Linked DNA regions of Sus scrofa: region 2 is linked to region 1. The links are chromatin contacts, called in public HiChIP or PLAC-seq maps. All regions are on one chromosome and are shown on one strand. The core of a region is the stretch at or near the end of the contact, and the rest is flanking DNA. Distances in the headings are between cores, read along the strand shown. Region 1 holds the start of PPM1D (protein phosphatase 1D). Region 2 holds the start of APPBP2 (amyloid protein-binding protein 2).

Region 1 (5,097 bases), core at 2,167-4,666:
AGATCAGTGATATTAACAAATGTGATGCTTTAATATCATATGATAAATGCATCAGGAGTTCCCGCCGTGGCTCAGTGGTTAATGAATCCAACTAGGAACCTCGGGATTGTGAGTTTGACCCCTGGCCTGCTCAGTGGGTTAAGGATCTGGGGTTGCCATGAGCTGTGGTGTAGGTCGTAGCCTGGGCTCGGATCTGGTGTTGCTCTGGTGTAGGCTGGTGGCTACAGCTCCGATTAGACCCCTAGCCTGGGAATCTCCATATGCGTCAGGTGCAGCCCTAGATGAGACAAAAAGACAAAAAATAATAATAATAATAATTAAAAAAATAAAATAAAATGCATCTATACTTGAAAGATATGCATAATTCAGTGAACCATTATTTTCCAAATTCCTAATGAATGGCACCATGTCACAAAATCACAACTGGGTAAAAGACTGATTCAAGGTGCAAGAGACCAATGGCTCTTAATGTCAAAATGCAGAAGTTCAATGGATAAGGTTTCAGATTCTATTTTGAGTAACCTTAAGAAGCTACCAATTTGGTATGGAATATCACAATCATCTGAAAATACAAACAATTCCTCCCTTTTCCTACTACATACGTTTGCAAGTCTGCCTTTTCACTTACATACGTCACCAGACAACACAGCATAAGAGAGTGAATGAATGCAGAAACAGGTATGAGAATATTTATTTCAAATTTTCTTATTTGGGGGAAAAAAGTAATTTTTCACTTAAAAATATGTCAACATATATGTTTATTTTTAATAGATTAATAACTTTAATTTCTCAATTTTTAACTTCTCATACAGTAAATATGATAGATATAGCCCACACAAACAAAAGCTCTTTAGGGTTCTAAGTCCTTTCAGTACAAATTTACGAGAGCAAAAAGTTTGAGAAACACTACTATAACCCAATGAGAACTACAAAAGTGGAAACTTGACATAGGAAGTTTCCTTTGTCAGGACTTCCATATACTCAGCGTACTCTTTTTCCTTAATTCAAGTTTTGCGGATAGAGTATGAGATTAACTGTGGAACAAAGCAAACTTTAACATTTGGTGCATAAGGCTCTAAACCCATGCCTCAAAGGAGTGAAATCTTGGCACAAGAATTATGTTAAAAAAAAATACACATTCAAAAATAAATAAATAAATAAATAAAACACAGACATTCATTAATAAAGCATGGTTTCTGCTTTATTAAAAAATGCTCAAGTAAAAGGGTTTATACTTGGATCCTTTTGGTGAAAACATGTGGCAAATTCATGCTGTTTCAACTGTACTGCAAAATAAACAGAATTCCAAGTAGTACTTTGTGTCTAATCTTCCTCTATCTTGTCTTGCTGTCCCTCCTACTTGCCCTGCAAGCAATGAAATGACATATTTCTGGAATATACTGCAGTGCTTTCAGCTCTGCTCTGCCTACACAAAAACAAAACAAATCCATAATAGGGACCTCTGGGATTGGATGGAAAACAGCCTCCCACAGGCGGACTGGTTATGCTATGAGTCAATCAAATAATTCTTGGCAGAAAGCCAGGCAAATAGAAAACAGACTCTGAAAGAGCCTAGTCTACAACTCCATCAGAATACCTTTTTAAAAATGTTTTGTATTTGACCAATCTTTACACTCTATGTCTCTCTTCTGGAAATAAAGCAACACTATGCCACCATATAAACAAGAGGATTTTTTTTAATGACACACAGTATCATTTTTTCCTCTAAAAAATAATTTATGCCATTCATTCACAGCAATGGGTAAGCAACTATAACTCAACTTATGTTAGGTACAGAAACAATGGCTGCTTTAGAAAACATTTAAGGCTTAGATGAAACTGCAACTAAACCAAACTTTTAGAAATTAAGGTCTCTAATTCCTTTTAGCATATCAGCAATTCCTTATCTCTTGCTACTTTGACGAGCAGCTACAATTTAGCTACAAAGAACTTTTAACTAGGAACTGCTGAGAACTATCTGACAGCAATTAGCTAATAGCAACTTCAGCAAAAAAAAAAAAAAAGTGCACTTTAAAAAAGCCCTAGCTGAATTTAACACGTATTCTTAACGTAGGATCAATTTAGGCGGTAAGAATGCATTCGGCGCTGGTTTTCATGAGCAGTACAAGCATAAAGATCCTAGAAACACTTGATGACCACCACACACACGAAATTCCTTCCAAGCCTTTAGGTCGCCGGATAACTTGTTAGCCTAACAGTTTACTCTAACTACCAGCCACCAGGGGTCAATTTTGGAGGACTGACACCGCCCGTAGGAGACAACCGAGTCTTTCAAAAGCAAAATTGTGACAAATTCGAAGGAAACGCTCTAATTTTTGCCATCTCCCGCTTCCTTTGCGTGTTTCAGGCAGCACCGTGTCTTCAATGAATCTTTTGGCCAAATCTGGCGCCAGGTTTCAAACATGTTTTCGCTGGCCGCCACCAAAGTGAAATCGCGAAGGGAGAGGACCGCTCCCCCACTGATCCTTGGCGGGGATGGGGGGTGTAAATAAAACGTGGAGCGTTTGCACAGAGACAGTAATCCTGTCCTGCCCAAAGCTACTTTGTTTGCCCGGACCTCCACCTAGAAGAGTCTTCACTCCCACCGATGGACACTGAGAGCGCTCTCGTTGTGGGGACCTGCAGTGCTGCAGCTACGGCCCCCAACCTGGCGCTACAGTCTCCTGAAAAAGAGGCGGGCGCCAAATAAGCCGGGGAACTTACCCAATTTCTTCCACATGGCGAGGTGACAAGCAAGGAAGCCCTTGCGGATGGCAGCGCACACCTTCGCCGGCTCGGACGAGGTGAAGCCCTTCTGTTTTTTGATGAAACCCCACAAGTGCTCCCGGGCAAACTGTGCCGCCTCCCGCCCGCCGTGCCCGTCGCACACGGCGAAAAAGGCCACCGAGGAACGGCGGCGGCAGCAGCGGCCGGGAGCTGGCGAGGCCCCGGCGTCCGGCGGAGCGTCGCGAGCTTCTCGGGCTGCCACCGCTGGGCCTTTCCCCGAGACTTCGCCTCCAGGAAGGGCCGGCGGTGTCCGCTGCGGGGGCGACGGCTGAGAAAGCGACCGCCGCGGCGAGGGCTTTTCTTCAGTTGTCGGCTCGGGCTCCACCACGATCTGAGTAACGTCCTCCATGTACTTCCTCCCGCCCTGGTCGGAGAAGACGCTCACTCCCAGTGAGTACAGCCCCGCCATGGCCGGCTGGCCGAGATCCCGCCGGTCCCACGCAGCCCGCCGAGCGGCGGGAGACACTCGGCGCTAGCCGGCCAACTATTGTTTATCTTCGACGACGCCGAGAAGGGGGAGGGGGCGGTCCCGGAGGTGGGGGGGCGCGATGTCGGGACTTGTCCGCGAGAGCTGGGCCGGAGCGCCCGGGCAAGCGGAGCCTAGCAGCTGCGCCTGCGCAATGCGCCTCCCCCGCCTGCCCGCGCCCACCACACAAATCGGACGTTCTCCCCGGCTGACGTCACTCGGCTCTCTGGGGCCGACCAATCCGGAGTCGAGTTGGGGGCGAACACGCCCTCCGCCCCTCCCTTCTCCCTACAACGGCCGCACTCCCTCCTCCCTGCGCGGGCGCGAAGCCAGCGCGCTACCCGGCTGGCTTTCGCTTTGCAGTGGGCGGTTTCGTCCTCCGGCTTTTCGGCGGGTGCTAAACGCTTATCTAGCGCCTTCTCTGTCACCTTTTTGCTCCGTCCCCGCGGTCGAATTGCAGCCTGCTGCCCAGGGCGTTGCGTTGCTTGCCTGGTGGGAAAAGCCGTGTAGGCTCGGGCCTCGCACGAGTGTGAAGAATCTAGAGAGAAAAACCTTCCATTTCTTGAAGTGGCGGGAAACCTCAGTTTGGAAGGTGGTTTGTGAATAGGCTGGGAAAAGCGTGGCACTGTCGAACTGGACTTGGGTGGGATGGATCCGACTGGGAGTTGTGAAAGGAAATCCACTTTGTGTTAAGAAAACACGGGAAATTTCCACCATTGGCTGCACGGTCTCGTTTCACATAAACTAGGTATGTCGGACACTTAAACGGCTTATGTTTTAAGTTCTTTTCAGCTTTTGCTAAAAGTAGTACTTTCCCCGATGAGCCCTGGATGCAGCATTTTAGTCCTTCGGCGGAATCACTTGAACAGACCACTTGAAAATAGGTTACAAAAACTGCCCAGCGCTCGAGTGCTCCAAGACCTTGGTTATCGTCTCTCCTCTTCTCCCATGGGTTGCAATCTAAGCCCTAAAACCTTTGCCCGGATTTCGACGGCATTAAAATAAGCCTCAGAGTTGGCAGGTCAGTTTGTTATCAACAGCAAATGTTCCTGTGAGTCAAATTAAAGTTCACTTTTTCAGTTTTCGGCCACTTCACCATCACCTCTCCTGTGTGCCCCTTCCTGTACAGCCTTAGAAATTTCCAAATGAAATGCTCCTGGTACTGAACTGGGAATAGGGAAAAAAACTGCTCTCTCTCTTTTTTTTTTTTTTTGTCTTTTTGCTATTTCTTGGGCCGCTCCCACGGCATATGGAGGTTCCCAGGCTAGGGGTCTAATCGGAGCCGTAGCCACCAGCCTACGCCAGAGCCACAGCAACGCAGGATCTGAGCCGCGTCTACAACCTACACCACAGCTCACGCAAGGCCAGATCGTTAACCCAATGAGCAAGGGCAGGGACCGAACCTGCAACCTCATGGTTCCTAGTCAGATTCGTTAACCACTGCGCCAGGAGGGGAACTCCATGCTCATTTTTTTGACATCTGGCACAAGAAATACAACTAGAAAAAAAATCCTCCCAATAAAAGAAGTAAAATCACCCCGAAATGGAGAAAATCTGAATAGATCCATTAAATTAAAAATGTAATCAAAGATAAGCCCTATGTTAAAATGCACCAGACCAGATGGTTCCAGAGTGTAAAAACACTTGGAAAAAATCCCAGCTTGTTTTGAAAGGTGATCATAATCCTGTTATCAAAACCTAGTAATTATAACACTAGAAGGAAATCTATAGACAACATTTTATACTAAATGCAAAAAAAGGTGAAATATTAGCAATTCTAATCCAATAATCTCCATAACACAAGACCTGCCAAAAAGAACAGTTTATGTAGCTCTATATTATTC
Region 2 (4,693 bases), core at 721-3,220, 78 kb after region 1:
GGAGTTCTTGCTGTGCTGCAGCAGGTTAGGGATCATAAGTTGTCTTTGCAGTGAGGAAGGTTCCATCTCCAGCCTGAAGCAGTGAGTTAAGGATCTGGCATTCCTGCAGCTGCGTGGTAGGTTGCAGCTATGGCTCAGATTAGATCCCTGGCCTGGGAGTTTCTATATGCCGAGGGTGCGGCCAAACACACAAAACCCCAAAAACCCTACAAACTATTCGCTGTTTATGTGAAATTATAATTTGGGAGTTCCTGTCATGGCTCAGTGGTTAGCGAATCAGACTAGTATCCATGAGGACGTGGGCTCGATCCTTGGTCTTGCTCAGTTGGTTAAGGATCCGGTGTTGCTGTGAGCAGTGTGGTGTAGGTTGCAGACTTGGCTCTGATCTCACACTAACTGTGGCTGTGGTGTAGGCTGGCAGTACAGCTTTGATTAGATCCCTAGCCTGGGAACCTCCATATGCTGCAGGTGTGGCCCTAAAAAGACCAAAAAAAAAGAAAAAAATGTAGTTGAGCATTTGTATTTTTTTTACTTGCTAATTCTGGCACTCTACCATAAGGCTAACCATAGCTTTCCCATGTTCATGGGTACAGAGTAAGAACTGGTATAGACTGAAAAGAGGACTAAACATGTTTTCTTCTTTCTTTCTTACCAATGATTTAACTATTTAACCTTGAAATACCAGGGTGAACTGGAAGAACCACTTCCAATTCTTTTAGCTTTAACGTCCGCACATTATTATTATCATTGTTTTCAGGTTTTACATAACGATTGCATGAATATGAGATTGACCGTGTCACCAATAATGGCCAGTGGTTTCCTTGTTAAATTCCTAGAGCAGGGGTTCCTGTTGTGGCTCAGCAGTTATGACTCAGACTAGACTCCATGAGGCTGTAGGTTCTGTCCCTGGCCTTGCTCAGTGGGTTAAAGATCCAGATTTTTTTTTTCTTTTGTCTTTTTAGGGCCACACCTGTGGCATATGGAGGTTCCCAGGCTAAGGGTCGAATCCGAGCTGTAGCTGCCAGCCTATGCCACAGCCACAGCAATGTTGGATCTGAGCCTCGTCTGCATTGCTGTGGCTGTGGTGTAGTGTGGCAGCTGCAGCTCGGATTCGACCCCTAGCCTGGAAACTTCCATAGGCCACAGGTTCAGCCCTAAAAGGAAAAGAAAAAAAAAAAAATTCCTAGAGCAGAAAGATGTTGCATGAAGTTCTTGAAGTCACAGACATGGAAAATTAAGTTACATAAGTAGCAGACATTCAGGCTGAGAATGGAAGGGAGGTGAAACATGTACACTCAATTATCCAACAATCCCCTGAGGCTGGGACTAGAACTAGAGGAGAAAGTTGAAATCTTAATTTCTGTTTCACCACTAAGTCATATTGCAACCACCATTTAGTCCTTTTTTTCTTACCACTATTTGTAATTCTGTAATCTGGCTAACCTTCTCACCAAATTCTAAAGCATTTCTTTTTCCTTTTTGGGGGTTAGGGGGGTGGAGAATAAGTTTCATTTAGAAAAAGAACCATGAATTCGAACACTGCAAATGGTGACACAATGCAAGTCTTCCTGCCATCCTGATCCCTAGCCCCTAAGTCGAAGGTTCCTAACTTGACTTAGGGACCAGAGTCTAAAGGCGGGTTTCCAGAGTATGCGAATTCCCTGCATGCATCATTTTCAATGGACTGATGATTGGGCCTCCAAACTTTTATCTGAGCTCGAAAGGTTCCGTGCCTAAGAAGTCTGGAGGCAGGATTGGCTGAAAGGACTGATGCAGCCAGTGATTCGGAAGGAGCTGGTAAAAACCTGTCTTAACTCGTCCGGGTGAAAAACGTTTACCCTCATCCACCCAACTTCGGCCCCTAGGAAAATACGTCCCCGTAGGCGGGATCACCGCTGTTTGCTTCCCAAGTTTTTGCCTGCCGCATTCCTTCCCTCCAGCGCGTAGGCGTGCGCTGACGTCATGACGCCGCACACGCAGCCCCGCCCCTGCAGAGATCGGCGCTGGGACGGACCCCGGGCTGCTCTCAAATCCGGAATGTGAGGCCTCGGCCCGCCTGGTCTCGGCTCTTTGGCCAGCTCTGCACACGGGCCTGCGCCCGCTGCCACCGCCCCCAGCTCACCCGGAGGAGCCAGGGCGGCCGCGCCCTTCTGCCGTGTGCCCGCGTGGCCAACGCCGTCTTTCCGAATCCTCCGGGGCCGCAGAGGGGTTCGCTACGGAGGGAGGCGGGGGCCTTCGGGAGGAGGAGGCGGAGGAGGCGGAGGAGGAGGGAAGGAAGATGGCGGCCGTGGAACTAGAGTGGATCCCAGAGACTCTCTACAACACCGCCATCTCCGCTGTCGTGGATAACTACATCCGCTCCCGCCGAGACATCCGCTCCTTGCCCGAGAACATCCAGTTCGATGTTTACTACAAGGTACAGACGGTGGGCTACCGACCGTGGGCCTGCTCTCTGCCCTCCTGCCGCAGCCCCTGGGGCCGCACCCCCTTCCACGTCCGCGAACCCCCCGCGTTTAACCCCTTGCTCCTCCTGGCAGGATCGCCTCCCAAGACATCTGGGACGGTGTTGGGGAGTCCAGTATAGGGACACCCATCTGGTACCCTCTGTCTCTCAAACCCTTGGCTTTGATTGATACGTCTAAGAAATGAGTCTTTCCCCCCTTTTGCTTTTCCCTCCTACAGTGGGGCCCCTTTGGATAGGCCTTTTGCGTGGACTTTATTGCGCCCTCGACCCACTCAGCTCTTCCCTTCTAGCCTGTGTCTTCGGGATATTTTCTGCCCTCCCTTCCCAATTAAGTATCAGCATCAGCTGGACTTTTTGCTTTGCTCTTTTTCCCCTCCTTCTTACTTTTCTCCTCCCGTCGCCCTCCTTGCCAAGTGTTTTTTTCTGCTACGTGTTCCTTCGTTTCACCTTTTTCTTCCTAATCTGGAGGGAGTTGAGGAATTATTGGAAGTAGTCGTGTGCCTTATTCACATATTCTTTAAAGCTTTGGTTTTTGTTTATAGTGGGGATTGAGTGGGGGGTTCTATTAATATGGGAGTGGTGCTAAACTACTTGAAGGGGAAAATCTTTCGGGGGGGGACCTTTAGAATTAGAGTTTAAATTATGGTCATATATTTGAAAGTTGTAGTCTTGCAGCATTCCTAAATTGCTCCCCCTCAAAAATCAGAAAAAGTCTCCTAGTCAGTCTCTGAGGAGTTTAGTTTCAAGGGTAAGTGTCTTTAGACGTGGACAGTTTTGCAGTGTTTAGAGAGGGAGGAGAACTTTATGGACTCAGAGCCTCCCTTTTCCTCTCCCCCACATTTGAGTGTGAACAGTAGACTTATTCAGTCCTCCTTGCCTTGAATCCATGTGGATAACTCCAGTAGCCACTTATGCAAAATTCGACCAGAAGTAAAGTGTGATTTATCTTTTAGATCTAAACACTTCCTCTTGATTTGTAAGTTGGCTGGAATATTGTAAACTGATATTTAACAGATGTGTGTGTTCTTATTTTATATGTACAGTGTTTTATGGCAGTTGTTTCATTGGGAAGATTGCCCGCTTCCTCCACCCTGGAATATTTTTTCAGAAAGCAGCTGACTTGCTGCATTTCACTAAATCCAGCTGCTTTACACCAATTAGAACAATTAAAAATTTTTCCTCCTAGGTATTTGGAGAATATTTAGTTTGGTCATTTATATTATTATTTGGGGCGGGGAGGAGAGGTTAGAGAAAAATCTCCCTTTATTCCAAACCCCTTTGATACATTGACTTACTTTAGTCTAAGGACATTTTGTATATTTAAGATTTGTTCCTCCCAGGAAGGATGATTAGATTTCTTTCTCAACCTGGGAAACTGCAGTTTTGCGCGTGTGCTAACTCTACTCATTTTATTAAATTGTATGTAATCTTTTACTTTTTTTAGGAAAGAAAAAATCATTGGAAATTTAAACAGTACATTTAGTGGTTGATTTCCTTCAAAGTACTTGGATATCTTCTAGTAACTTTTGCTTCTAACTGAAGCTTTTCGTTTGAAGATTATTAATAGTGAATATGAGCAGGTGGTGCTTTTGCCACATTTTCTGTTGCACGTAGTCCACAATGTTTTAATATGGTGTCTTTTTGGTACATTTTTACTCTTTAATAATTGTATGCCTGTTGGGAATGTGGCACTGTGCTAAAGTGAGGGCGTGTGCCTGGAACTGTAGGTGCTTTTATACACTTACTTTGTTTAATCCTGACAGTTAAACTATAAAGTAGGGCATAACCCTGTTTTATAGGTGAGAAAGTTAAGTAGTTTAATCAAGGTCTCATACCTAATATTTAGTTCTTGCTTTCTTGCTTACTGTCTATAATTTCCAGTTTTCTCCACTTTAGAGCCCAGAAGAAACTCATAATCAGATCCCTTCAGACATCCCAACTTCCATCAACAGGCATGGTCATAGACAAAATATACTAGTATAAAATTCCCCCATCCCAATTCATCGTAGTCCAGTGTCACTTTATTAATTTTTGTCAGTAGCTTCAGGTGACGGCACAGTCATAAAGCTTTAGGAGACTGGCTTGTGGAATGAAAGGGAGGTGAGAAATAGGCATGTTGACTACTCCCTAAGAAGGGAACGGAGAGAGGTATTGATATGTAGAAAGGGTCAAATGTGAATGTTGTTAGAATGTTAGAATACATGTATAAATATATTTATGTTTAATGAG

What was found. HiChIP or PLAC-seq counts read pairs in DNA pulled down with a chosen protein or histone mark.
Region 2: an H3K27ac HiChIP or PLAC-seq map of alveolar macrophages shows a contact between it and region 1. The contact joins the promoter of APPBP2 here to the promoter of PPM1D in region 1. A contact is called at or near these places in 7 of 47 Hi-C or Micro-C datasets (embryonic fibroblasts, fetal heart ventricle, heart right ventricle and 2 more) and 2 of 2 datasets of contacts at active chromatin or transcription factors (alveolar macrophages and skeletal muscle).

What each region holds. Positions count from the first base shown.
Region 1 is chr12:37,532,743-37,537,839 of Sscrofa11.1, forward strand. It overlaps PPM1D (protein phosphatase 1D), which reads right to left and starts at 3,417. Exons shown (of 6, transcript XM_005669013.3): 1 at 2,725-3,417. The coding sequence starts at 3,196.
Region 2 is chr12:37,611,800-37,616,492 of Sscrofa11.1, forward strand. APPBP2 (amyloid protein-binding protein 2) reads left to right here and starts at 1,971. Exons shown (of 13, transcript XM_013981135.2): 1 at 1,971-2,416. The coding sequence starts at 2,279.